Regions from separate parts of the Gossypium hirsutum genome. Here region 1 is linked to region 2. A link is a contact called in public Hi-C data. All regions are on one chromosome and are shown on one strand. The core of a region is the stretch at or near the end of the contact, and the rest is flanking DNA. Distances in the headings are between cores, read along the strand shown. Region 1 overlaps LOC107936276 (a long non-coding RNA gene). Region 2 holds the start of LOC107936272 (FT-interacting protein 7).

Evidence for each region. Hi-C and Micro-C count contacts between places; a contact is called where the count stands out from the background.
Region 1: a contact with region 2 is called in a Hi-C map of leaf, with 4 times the contacts expected there. The contact joins the enhancer-like site here to the promoter of LOC107936272 in region 2. A contact is called at or near these places in 11 of 34 Hi-C or Micro-C datasets (callus, leaf and petal).

What each region holds. Positions count from the first base shown.
Region 1 is chrA08:123,804,201-123,811,684 of Gossypium_hirsutum_v2.1, reverse strand. LOC107936276 (a long non-coding RNA gene) reads right to left here. Exons shown (of 2, transcript XR_001694375.2): 2 at 2,236-2,606. Among protein-coding and RNA genes, the nearest start is that of LOC121204727, 9.6 kb to the left of the region's middle. Within about 2 kb of position 3,059, at least 9 of the 9 cell types and tissues checked have an H3K27ac peak or open chromatin away from gene starts, as enhancers often do. A contact at or near this core is called in leaf, where this site is marked.
Region 2 is chrA08:123,760,800-123,767,698 of Gossypium_hirsutum_v2.1, reverse strand. It overlaps LOC107936272 (FT-interacting protein 7), which reads left to right and starts at 3,112. Exons shown (of 1, transcript XM_016868967.2): 1 at 3,112-6,801. The coding sequence starts at 3,262. The coding sequence ends at 6,273.

The DNA.
Region 1 (7,484 bases), core at 1,810-4,309, 44 kb before region 2:
TTTAAAAATAGTATAAAATAAGGAAAAATTTTTAATTATAATAATATTAATTATAATTTAAAAAAATATTTTAAAATTTTATAATTGAATCGGTAACTCAATTAAAAGTGACACTAACCGAATAAAATATTTAAATATAAGTCTATTAGATTTAGATAAAATCGGAAGCTTAAGTTTTATTTTTTTATAACAAGTGTCAGTTTTAATGTTGGTTTGTTAAACTTAACAATGTATATTTAAAATAAAATATATCAAAATGAAAAAAAAAAGAGAGAGAGAGAGAATTTTATTAAACTTTTTTGTTGATTTTTTTAAACATTAATCTCATTAGAGGTTCTTAACCAACTTTTAAATAAGAGGATAATGCGCTTCAGTGTACTTAAATTCACGACTTCTTACACTGGTGACAATACTGATGTCAATCAAGCTAAGACTTAATTGATAAATTTTTTCTATTAATTTTTTAAAACAATGTGTTTTTGAATATAATCGTAAAATAAATGTGAATATATATATATCATTTTTAAATGGAGTTACTTGGCAATTTAAACCATAGAAACATAGAATTTTATATGCTTTTTACGTTATACTATGTTTTAATTTTTAAATAATTTTGAAAACTTTATGTTAATTTTATTTTTTTATAATTTTTTAAATTATTTATTATCATAACATTTATGATAAAATAATACACATTAATTATGAAATATACGTAAACCACCATATAAATTACTATATTAATATCTAGTCTAATTTCTTACGATTCCATTCACTTACAATGAAATTTGTCCAATTTGTCCAATTTAAATGAAGTTAAAAAAAAAATACTTAAAAGGACTGAATGTGAGCAATTCAAACCCATTTTGAGCAAATAAAAAGTAGAGTTATAAATGACATAGTTGAAAAATAAAACACGCTTAAATTTAAATCTTTTTATATTAAATTGACAATAACACTAATAATGTCAATCAAACTAAAAATCAATCAAGTTTTTATTAATATTAAAATTCGGGATTAAACTTAGGATGAAAATATATATTAAAAATAAATTTAATGAACATATGGAATGAAGGTGTCAGTGATTAAAGGCCCAATATTAATAGGAATTGGGCTCGTTTGGATGATAAGGCCTAAAGCTCCATGAAAATAAATTAATGCATATATTATATTCCAATCTCCAATCCACTTATTTTAGCTAAATAATACTTGAATTTAAATTTGGTAATTTGTGTCAAACGTAGCTACGTTAAGGTTTAAATGGTAAAAAATTTTATTAAAAAATAAAAAATAAATAATCAACTCAAATCTTAGATGAAAATAACACTAGATTGAGGCTTTAATTGAAATTTAAAAATTAATTAAGCTCTATAAATAAATTATGTTTATTTATTTATTTATTGAAGTTGTTATTATTTGTCAAATGATGATTGTGGTAAATGATATTGCAATGGATAGATAGGATGACGGGATGGGGTGAGTTTAACCCGACTTTATTTCAATTTTACCTATCCCATACCTGCCTTTTTATAAATAAATACTATACTCCACTTTGACGTCACCTAATATATCATAGGATACATATAAAAAAATAATATCAATTATTATATCAATATTTAAAAATTATTATTTACTTTTATAAAAAAATATTTATTTATATTCAGTACTTATATTTACTAATTTATCAAACAATTATATGATTTAAATTCACCATTTTAAAAATTTAGCAATAAAAATTCAGTACTTAAAATTTTAGTTTATCAAACACATCCCTTAGTATTCGATTAAAACCTCAATTGAGTGTTAGTTTTAATTAAAAGTCTTTTTATATAATGTCTAGAATTTAACTATTCATAGTCTTTCCGACCCTTAAATAGGAGGATTAATGTGCTTCATTGCTAGGGAAGAAGCTAGAAATTTTTTTTTAGACTAAAATTAAATTATATATTTTTATGATAGTAAAAATACAATTTCACCATTTTAATAGCTTATATGTTTATGATTTTAAAGGACTAAATTAAAATTTTTATTATTATTTTCGAGGTCAAAGTGTAATTTTACTATTACTAATTTTTTAAAATTTTATAAATTATAAAATGACTTGAATAGAAAATTTTTCGTTTTAAAGAGACTGAGGCCTTGCGACCCCTTAGCTTTGCCACTATTCATCGCCTCAAACCTATATTCTTTTATACTGATAACAATGCTGATGTGAATCAAACAAAAATTAAACTAAAATTTTTAATTAACAGTTAATTAATTATTCAACTGATTTTTTAATATACAAAAGTCATTTTAAATTGAGTGTGTTAAGCCCAATTTATGCCCAGGGCCCAATACATTTAAAACCCAAAACAATTAACTAAGTAGACCTAACCCAATCTCTAAACCCAATACCAACCATTACCCAAACCCTAAACCCATTAGACTTAAACCCAAAACAAACCCTAACAGCCTAAAGCCCAGCAAAATTAAAGAAAAATGGAGACCCTAGCAGCTAACACCCTCAGCCGCAGCAACCGTGGAGGTTCTCAAGCACCGCACGTCGCGCGTCCCTCTGCGTCGTGCGCTCCTCTACTAGGCCACATCAGAGACGTGCTCGACTGAACCTACAAACAAGCAAGAAATGGTTGTAAAAAGGCTATAAAAGCCTTCAAAAACATTGTAAAAAAAGACCGTTTTTTGGAAAGAAAATACAAGAGAAAAGAATACAAACAAAAAGTTAATAACAAGCAAAATCGTCAAAGTTTAGAAGGTTGTTTTCACTCTTTTGCTAAGATTGTCTATTCCTATTCGTTTTTATGTTTGGAGAAGGGACCAAACTCGCCTTCGTCGGCGTAGGTGGAGGTGCACGAAAGCACCGATGATCCCATGGGTCGACCTCGGCGATGGTGTGACGATGCCGGCGCCTCGAAAATTTAGTTTAAAACCCAAGCAAACAAGAGGTTTGCTTTGGCTGCCTGCGAAATGGCTAATGGCCATTCAGTAGTTTAGGTTTTTGATAACCCAGGATGAAACAGCGCCGCATGAGGAAATAAAGGGGGGGAACCTGCGCGCTGACCCTTCGAAGGGTCCGGATCCGTGTTTTTTCCCCCTAATGGTCGATTTACGCCATTAGTCCCTCGTCCTCGTGCTAGCATCCAATCATGTCATATTCAATTTTTTTTAGTTCTTTTAAATTATTCCTGGAACTTACACGCCATTACAAATCAGTCCGCGCTGGAACGTACAGTTTTGAAGCGTAGTTTATTTTCATTTTCGGTCCCTGTTTGTTTGCACGCATTGTATTACAATTTTTAATGTTGTAAATTGGCCTTCTGATTTTGTTTTTTTTAAATAGGTCCTTTTTTTTTCCTTTTTTCCTCTTTTCACTTGTTTCTTTATAAATTCACTATTTATTTTAATGTATTATGATTGCATTACCTAGTATGTATATATGTATTTATGCTTACTTTCAAATCCATGTATATTTATAATTTATTTATTATTATTATTTTTAGATCCAATTTTACTGTTTTTTTTATCTTCTAAATATTTTCATCTATTAGTGTTTTACATGTAGGTATCATTTATATTAGGTTTTTCACATTATGTATTATCAATGGTTGACGGATGATTTTTTTTTATATTTTGTGAAATTCTTAACTTCATACTATATAGATTATTATTCGTGTAGATTCATTTGTAGATGTTTATACAATTACATGTAAATAATTTATGTTAAGATTTTGTTGTATGTGCGTGGTTTGTTTTCTCGAGCATATTATTATGTTTACATGTATTTTTATATCACATCTTATTTACAAATTTTGATGTATATGGCACTAATTTTAAAAACTACTTTCTATAGTATTTGTTTTGAAATTGTGTGTTAAACTTATAATTTCCTAGGGTTTTACCATGTTTCTTTGTTTTAAAATTACGACAGCATTAAATTCAAATACTTCTAAAATTATTTTTATATATGTGCGCACAATGTTATTAATTGTTTCATATATATTTTATTATTGTTTCCATATTATTCTACGTGTATATTGCGTATTATCATTTGTTTTCTTATTTTTTTTCTAATTATACGTATACAACTATTTTTTTTGAAAATCCCGTTTTAAAATTACACTCTTTTTATTTCGACTATTTTCTTATTATTAATATGTATATTATTAGGAATCCTTTTTCCTATTATCTTCTGTTTTATATTTATATAATTGTTTTATTTCTTTTGTTGTACCTTTACTAACATGTTACCACTACCATTTCATTATTTGTCATTAAACCTTTTTTTGTTACTATGTTTCATTGTTAATATGCATCGATTAGTTTAGTATGGTAATGTTATTTGAATGCGACATACCATTATTTTCGTTTTTTCAAATTTTAATTGCCCCAAATTCATTTATTCACAGATTTATTCTCAATTATTTTAAAATAACGGCAATGTTCGGTATTTAAAGAATTCAAAGGATCGTGCCCTAACGTACTGGGTTTCGCTTTCTTTGTTTGTTTTGAATATTCGAATATCCTTTTAAAGCTAAAATGCACGTTTTAAAGGCAAGACCATAGTTGAGGGTCAAAAATGTTATGTCCTAACGTACTGGATGTAATGTTTTACCTCAAGGTGAGATGGTCTTTAATATACATTTGACTTACCTAAATGTTTTAAAAGCCAATAAAATGAGGATCGCATTTTGAATTCTGTCCAAATCTTTAATTTTCGACATTTAGGACACTAATTAGTCGATTAAGTACCAATTTTAGGCGTGTCGAGAGTGTTAATCCTTCTCGTACGTAACCGACTCCGGAACCCGTTTTCTTAAAATTCGTAGACCAAAATGTTTTATAAGGTGGCCCAATTGCACCTCAAAAAGGATTGGTGACGACTCCCAACTTTCGTTTTCAAAAGTCGATTCCCGTTTCAAAAAAATGGTTTTAATAGCTTGGCGACTCCACTGGGGACCAATAATAGAGTTGAGCTGTAAATTGATTATTTTCTGTCTTCTTGTCAAAATTTAGAAATTCAGTTTTTCTAAAAATACACGATCCTCGCTTTGCATTTTCGGTGTCCTTGTTGAGTTTGTTTTTTTTCGTTGAATTTCTTTATAAACTCTCGCATCATATCGCATGACTGTTGTGGTCACACCTTTTAAGTGGGAGTGAGAAACTATGCTTTCGTGAGGTTTTCACCTCCGCATGGGCTAGGGGACCACTTCCGGAATACATCCGTACTTATGTCTTCGTGAGGTTTTCACCTCCGCACGGGCATAAGGAAATGTATTCCCCTGAACTGAACTTGATTCATATGAACCTATAATGAGTGAGGGTCGAGGAATCTGCTGGTTCAGGTACCTTTACTCTAGAACTAAACCACATATAGTGAGCTGTAGGAACCCGCCTTAGGTAGAATTACACCTAGCCTTAGTGGTTGCCCGAATAGGCATTTGATAATTTCTTGATTTCTTTGATTTCTATTCTTATGCATGATTCTGACTTGTGTTTTTCCTTCTTTCTTTGATAGTGATTGCATAACATTTTCATCATAAAAGGAGGTATCGATATACGGTTCGGTTACTAATAGAAAGTTTTTCCATGAAGAACGAATTCATTGATAAAGTGAAAGACAACGCATTTGTCCAAAGATGGTCGGAGAATGCACAGTTAGAGAAAGGTGACAGTTTGACAAAGGGTACACGTCGGAGTTATGGGACTTTACCCGTATTAGTGTGGTTCAGAATGATCTTCAGGAGTTGAAAGAATTATGGAGTCACTGGGATGAGGAGATGAAGCAGCTACTCTACTGTAATTATGGTGATATTCCTTATCTCCTCGATGTTAAGGTAGATAGGTATTTGTTCCACGCCATGGCTCAATTTTAGAATTACGCCTACAGTTGTTTTACTTTCGGAAAGGTGGATCTAGTACCTACTGTCGAGGAATATACAACCTTGCTTCGTTGTCTGAGGTTTCAAGTTGATAAGATTTATTCTAAAGCTGTCAATACCCCAAACTTTGTAAAGAGGTTGATGAACATCACTGGGATGAGTGAGCAGTGGGTTACGGCTCGAGTCCAGTAGAAAGGCAATGGAAATTCTATCTCTTGAGAAAATTTGAGAGATCTGATCCTGACACACCCTGATATAAAGAAAAGAGTTGATGTCTTCGCCTGGGGCGTATGGTTTGGTTATTTTCCCTAAGGCTTTAAGGCATGTAGATGAAGCAGTCGCCGATCTATTTGACCGATTTGGTAAAGAAGTCACTCCTGTTCCTGCAATCTTAGTTAAGACTTTCAGATCTTTGAGTGCATGTCGAAGGGCAGGTGAAGGCAGATTTATTGGTGTGCACAACTCTTTTTAGTATGGTTTCATAGCCATTTTTGGAGGGTAGAAAAGGCCTCTTACCGACCTTTTCTCGGAGATTACTCACCTTTGAAAGAGATAGTGACCATATCGAGAAGAGATGACATAACAGAGGAAAAATGGATAGCGATACTTCAAAATCTCCAAGAGGAGGATATATAATGGAAATCCCCTTGGATGGTTTTCGATGAGATTCTCTACCGATGTGGGAGTTATGATTGGGTCCCTTTGTTGGGATTTGGAAAGCCGTTGGATACGCCCCTCTGTTTGTATTGAGGCAATATAGATCGAGAAAATTTATACCGATGACACATGGGCTAGAATAGAGTGGGTTCTCGTATGGGGAGAAAGACTCCAAGAAAAAGAGCCGCGAGATTTACAATGCTTGGAACCAAACCTGTCGGATAAAGAGAGTTGCTGTGAATCCAATGGTGACTCCTGAATATAATGAATGGTGGAGTAGAAGGGTTAACGACAATATCCCGATGCCAAATTTAGAAGAGCTCGACCGATAGAGGAATATCTACGAGTGGTCCCCTCCGAATTGGAAATCATAAAGCAAAAACTTCGAAAAGAAAATCTCAGAGTTAGAAAGAAAAATAGAGCAGTTGGAGGAAGAAAAAGTGTACTTAAAGTTGGATGTTGATGTTCAAAAATCCGAGGTTGAGAATTTGAAGAAGAAAAAGAAAGAGGTTGAGGAGGACCTGGACAGTCTGAAGACTGATTACAAGCAGCTGTATAAGTCAATAAGAAATGCTGGATTGGGTAAAATGTCTGAACAGTGGAGGCAAAAAATCCAAGAGGAAAAGGTTAGGGCTGATTGGTGGGAGAAAAAGTTCCATGATGCTCAAGCTCGAGAAGTCACTTGTAAAAAGAGTTTGGATGATAGCCAGAATGAAAAACAGATGTTAAGAGCTCGGGTGACAAAGTAAGAAATGGCACTACAGCAACATAGGAGTCGTAACTTAGTGATTGAATTAAGGGCTAGCCTAAGTAAGATCGAGAATTTGAAGGGAAAAGTAGAAGAACTTGAGACTACACTTCAGAACTATGAGTATCAAATTGAATTATTGGAAGCAAATAATGAGCAACTAAGGGAGCAACTTCACCGATCTCAGGATCAGGTCCGAGATA
Region 2 (6,899 bases), core at 1,863-4,362:
GGCAATATTTGGTTTCGCCATAACAAATGTTTTCTACAGCAATTAGCTTTATATATTGATATAAAATATACTATTTCTCATTGATTTTGTATGGAGCAGTATTTCCATCAACATGGTTTGTTTATGTATTTCTGGAAGAATTAAGGAAGCTTTAGAATTGATTCGGGACCTTAAGAATAAAGGGTTGTCTTTGGACCCCCGTTATTTTGAGATTCTGATCAAAGGACTGTGCAGGGCCGATAGGATTGCCGATGCCTTGGAAATCCTCGATATTATGAAGACAAGACAACTGGTTAGTGAGAAGGTTTATGAGATTATCATCAATGGGCACTTAAGAAGAAATGACCTTTCCAAGGCACTAGATATTTTCTAAAGCATTAAGGAATCCGGGTACTTACCAACGGCTTCTACTTACACTGATCTAATGCAACGCCTCTGTAGATTGAAAGAGTATAAAAAAGGCTGTGATTTATACAATGAGATGATGGAGAAAGGTGTTGAGCCTGAAACTGTTGCTATTATGGCCATGGTTGCAGGTCATGTTGGCCAAAACCTTATATCCGAAGCATGGAAAGTATTCAATTCGATGGAGGAGAGGGGCATCCGACCTACTTGGAAAGCATATTTAGTATTCATTAAGGAGCTTGGAAAAGTTGGAAGGACAGATGAAATTTTTCGGGTTTTATTCGAAATGAAGGAGGCAAAGATAGGTATTCGAGATGAGATATTTTGTTTGGCTGTATCTTGCATGGAGAGGAGCAGAGAGACGGATAATGTTGAAAAAGTAAAGCAAATGCGGAAGAGGTTGAAATTATATATTTCACTAACCAGTCACTCCCTTTCAAATGCATTCAACAAGCAGGACATGACAACATTATAGAGACAGGACCAAGTGCACTCCCTTTCAAATGCATTCAACAAGCAGGACATGGAAGAAGTGCATAGAATATTATCATCCTCAATTAGAATGAAAAAGTTTTACAGTTTTCTACAAGTTGCATTCTACAATATTAAAAAACTAATTAATTAAATAAAATCAGACCTATAATTCATACCTTGCACCCAAGTAGCTTGAATAGTGATGCAAAAAATGAGTTGCACGATCAATTGTTTTTGAAGAGTAAATTCCTTTAACACCTAAAAGTTGAGAAAAAGAACAACTGATTGCAATATGGAATTTTAAGTTAATCACCTCAGCTCAAAAGATTCAAAGAAACATTAACCACTCAAAATAGATGGAGTAAACCAACAACTGCACAAATTAATGTAGACAGTGAGACTACAAAGAATAAAACATGAATAAACTCAACCGTTTTTACATGAAATTTTAATATGGAAGTATCTTAATTAGGTGGCTAACTAGAAAGTCAGAAAAGAAACAAGAGGAAAAGAGAACAAAGGGGAGACGCCATTTATGGAGATGCTCAACCTAAGTTCCAAATTACATAATCACAGTTAATGAAAAACACGGATTGAAACATGCTAGGAAGTTTAGGCGAAAATGAATTTTGCAGCAGATTGCATGCCAATGTCTTATGCCCTAACATGGAAAGAAAAAAGGGTAAAACAATGGGGGCTCAGTCTTGTTTATGTAAAGTTGCACATCAACTGAGAAAGAAGAAACAGAGATCAAGCCCTGAAAGTGCAATGAAGAAGACACTAACAAGACAGCAGTAACACCAATTGAGAGCAGTAACACTAACAAGACACTAAATTACAGGATAATTGAGAGCAAAAGAGAGAAACCTTTACTTTTCAGTAGCAATAACACCAATTGAGAGCAATCGAATGACTGACACAGAGAAAAAGAAAAGAAAAAGGTAGACTGGTTGAGAAGGCAAATCAAAAGAGTGACTGGTTGTAAAGAAAAAAAAAAGAAGAGGTTGACAGACAGAGGAAAAGGCGAAGGAATGGGGAAGCCAATCGGGAGGCGAAGGTAGAACGAAGGAAGACGCGACGGAATGGGGAAGCCAATTGGGAGGGTAAAACAGGGAGGGATTTGGATGCAGCACCTAATCTGAGCAAAAGGGCTGTATTACAAATCGGTGGTTTTCACCGATTAAATCTGTATTGTATTACACGGGTATTAGAAACACATTCAACCAAACGATGGAATAGAGATGTATTAGGTGGGGCCCACCGATTAAGGGCAACCAAACATAGTGTTATGCATGCAATATTTTTACTTTTTTACATTGATATTGTGAAAGTGATGTTTCCAACCATATATTTTAAATATTAATTGACGGTGTGTATAATATATTAATGCATAAATATTTTTAACAAGTATCTTCTTAGTATATCATTTTCATTAATATCGTTTAAGAAAAAGTTTAGGGTAAATTATTAAAATAGTCATTTTTATTTGTTTCAGGTTATATTTTAATTATTTATGTTATCATGTTGTAATATTTTAGTCATTAAGTTGTTAATTGTCGTCAATAGTGTAATGGTAAGCTAATGTGAAACGTTAAATCATCATTTCAAACGAAAATTTTAGCTTAGATTCTACAATTAGTCCTTATATTTTTTCATTTGAGCAATTTAGTTTTTTTTCTTTTATATTCTTTTTTAATTTTAATTTTTCATTCTCTTCTGCTTTTTTCTCTGTTTTTCTTCATTATTCATTTATTTTAACATAATTTTTCTATATTTTCTATTTGTTAAAATTAGTTCACAAACTCACATCTCTGGAAGAGAATAAATTATTCAAATCATTAATATAGTTAAAAAAAAGTTTATCCAATAGTTTTCATTAAAAATATTTTTATATATAATGACCATAAGTTACCTTAATGGCTTTTTGTTTATTATGACATTTATGATTCCTTCCTTCTCTCCTTCAAATTAATCCCCAAAATTCATGAAAATTCCATTTGCATCCTCATAACATAAATATCTATAAAAACACATGAATAAAATAATATTTATATATTACCAACAGACTCACCACCTGGGGGACTTTGATCCTGTCTCCACAAACCATCCAAAACCAATCACGCCCTCCAAGATCTTGCCACGCGTCATCTGAGTCATTGCTGATGTGTCCACTCTCCACCCTCTCTCTCTCACAAAGTCTCCCCCTATTTAATCCCCTCACTTGGCCCCCATCTCCTTGACTTTTTATTCACCAAAAAGCAAAAGAAAAACACTCAACGTCTCTCTGTTAATACTCCAAAAAAGCTCTGTTTTTTCATTGTTTATTTTGCATAATCACTTCAAACCCAGATCTATAGCCCCATTGTTTCACCAAAAAAAAATATGGCTGAAAATTGCACTAGAAAGTTGATAGTTGAAATCTGCAATGCCAAGAACTTGATGCCAAAAGATGGTCAAGGAACAGCCAGTGCTTATGCCATAGTTGATTTTGATGGTCAAAGAAGGAGGACAAAGACCAAGTTCAGAGATTTAAATCCTGTTTGGGATGAAAAGCTGGAGTTTTTAGTTCATGATATTGAATCCATGGCTGCCGAGATGTTGGAGATTAATTTGTACAATGATAAAAAAATGGGGAAACGAAGCACGTTTTTGGGTAAAGTGAAGTTGGCTGGCAGTGTTTTTGTTAAAGCAGGGGAAGAGACTCTGGTTTATTATCCGTTGGAAAAAAGGAGTGTTTTTTCTCAGATTAAAGGTGAGATTGGAGTTAAAGTTTTTTATGTTGATGAAGAAGCGCCGCCGGCACCGGCGGAACCTGCGGCTGAGCAGAAAGCAGAGACGGCTGAGGAGAAGCCAAAGGAAGAGGAAGATAAGAAGGAGGAAAATGTGGAGGAAAAGAAAGAAGAAGAAGAGAAGCCTAAAGAAGAACCACCCAAAGAAGAAGAGAAACCGAACCCACCGCCGGCGGAGGCTAGTAAGTCCGAAGACACAACCGCAGCTGCTACTCCGCCGCCGCCGCCGACAGAGGTGGAGAACCCTCCAATAGCACATAAAGAAGAAGCATCATCAACGAAGGTAGTAGCAACAAAAAGCAAAGTTGAAACAGGTAAAAGCAGTCAGCTTGTGATTAACGAGTTAGAACTCCGATCACTTTCCGGTGACCACAACCGTATCGCATACGACCTCGTAAACCGTATGCCATTTTTATACGTCCGAGTTGTTAAAGCAAAACGAGCCAACAAAGAACCAGCTTGTCCCCTTCATGCAAAACTGGTTATCGGTACTCACAGTATCAAAACCAAAAGCCAAATCGACAAAGATTGGGACCAAGTCTTCGCTTTCGACAAAGAAGGATTGAATTCAAGTTCCTTAGAAGTTTCAGTCTGGGCTGAAGAAGAGAAAAAAGAAGAACAAAAAGAAGGAGACGCCGCCACCACTGCTACCACCGTGGTGGTGGATAATTGTCTCGGATCGGTGTCGTTTGATCTGCAAGAAGTGCCCAAAAGGGTTCCTCCCGATAGTCCTTTGGCTCCTCAATGGTATAGTCTTGAATCGGAGAAGTCACCTGGAAATGACGTCATGGTTTCTGTCTGGGTCGGGACTCAGGCCGATGAAGCTTTTCAAGAAGCTTGGCAGTCGGATTCGGGTGGGTTAATACCCGAGACCCGAGCTAAGGTTTATTTGTCTCCAAAGCTTTGGTATTTGAGATTAACGGTTATCCAAACCCAAGATTTGCAGCTTGGTTCGGTATCTGAACCTAAGGTTCGAAGTCCTGAGCTTTATGTTAAGGCTCAGCTTGGGGCTCAATTGTTTAAAACCAGTAGGACTCCGGTTGGTTCGGCTTGGAACGAGGATTTAGTTTTTGTGGCGGCTGAACCGTTTGAGCCGTTTTTGGTGGTCATGGTTGAGGATTGGAGTAACGGGCAGTTAGTGGGTCAGGCTAAAATCCATGTACCTAGCCTTGAGAGGCGAACCGATGATAAAACTGAACCGAAATCAAGATGGTTCAATTTGGTTGGTGCTGAAAATAAACCATACGCAGGTAGAATACACGTGAAGGCATGTTTAGAAGGTGGGTATCATGTGCTTGATGAAGCTGCTCACGTGACTAGTGACGTCCAAGCCGCCGCTAAGCAGCTAGCTAAGCCTCCGATTGGGTTGCTCGATGTTGGGATTCGAGGAGCGAGTAACTTGTTGCCTGTGAAGACCAAAGACGGTACACGTGGCACAACCGATGCATACGTGGTGGCTAAGTATGGGCAAAAGTGGATCCGTACACGTACGATACTTGATCGGTTTAATCCACGTTGGAACGAGCAATATACTTGGGATGTATATGATCCATGTACAGTGCTTACTATTGGGGTATTTGATAATGGAAGGTACAAGCGTGATGAAACAGGGAAGCCCGGTAGAGATCTACGTATCGGTAAAATACGTGTACGGTTGTCTACACTTGACACGAATAAAGTGTACTTAAATTCATATATGCTTACAGTATTGTTACCTAATGGGGCCAAGAAGATGGGAGAGATTGAGATAGCGGTTCGATTTTCTTGCTCATCATGGCTAAGTCTAATCCAAGCCTATGGCACCCCATTGTTACCAAGAATGCACTATCTTCGCCCATTGGGTCCAGCCCAACAGGACATACTTCGCCAAACGGCTATGCACATAGTAACGGCTAGGCTAGCTCGGTCCGAACCACCTTTGGGACAAGAAGTAGTTCAGTTCATGTTGGATACGGATACACACGTGTGGAGCATGAGAAAGAGCAAGGCCAATTGGTTTCGAGTCGTCGGCTGTTTGTCACATGCGGCAATTTTGGCACGTTGGTTAGATGGGATTAGCACGTGGGCACACCCGCCGACGACTATCTTAGTTCATGTTTTGCTTATAGCAGTGGTGATGTGCCCACAACTAGTCCTCTCCACCATATTCATGTATGCCTTCTTAATTTTGGCATTGAGATTCCGTTACCGCATGCGAGTCCCACACAATGTAGACTTAAGGCTCTCTTACGTTGATGCTGTCGGTCCTGATGAGCTCGACGAAGAATTCGACGGGCTTCCAACCACACGATCACCAAACACAGTACGGTTCCGATACGACCGTTTACGCGCGTTGGCAAGCCGGGCACAAACACTATTAGGGGATGTAGCAGCCCAAGGGGAACGTTTAGAAGCATTGTTTAATTGGAAAGACCCAAGAGCTACAGGCATTTTTGTGGTAGTTTGCCTATTTGCTTCATTGCTATTTTATGTGGTACCATTCAAAGTCTTTGTGTTAGGGTCAGGGTTCTACTACATCCGACACCCGAGATTCCGAGGTGATATGCCATCGGCTCCGCTCAACTTCTTCCGACGACTCCCGTCACTTTCCGATCAAATTATGTAAAACAAACCGTCGATCCAGACCGACAAGGGTATTTTCGATACACTTTCTACCATGCTGTTGGTAGGTTTATATTTTATTTTTTTGGTTTTACGTAATAAAAATTTAATTAAAAAGTTGATGTTGGAATTTCCATTAAAGTAGAAAAAGTGACCGTTGATGTTTGGGCAGTGGGACAATGGGGGTTTTGAATATTTATTACGACAAGCTGACCGTTGGATGGATCCCATTATATATGGGAACATGTTTTCATGCTCATAATAAAAAGGGAAATTCTTGGTAATTTAAAACATGTCTTCATTAAAGAAAAAAAGCCGTTGGCGCAGACCGCAGAGATCTGTTTGATCAGCTAAAGCAAAAAGAGAAAAGATCCTCATGTTTTTATTTATTAATTTATGTTTTTTTTTGTTACATAAGCTTGGGATTATATTCCATAATTATATTGGATTTATGTTTTTTTTGTAATTTTAATTTTTTGTATTAGGTTTACATAAAAAGTTTGTATGAAACAATGATGTAACGTTTTCTGTATTCTTTTTTTACTAGTTTAACATCACATTAGTATTTTTATTCTAAAAAAAAATTCAAATGAAAATTTTAAAATTTAAGATAAAATTACTAATGTGACA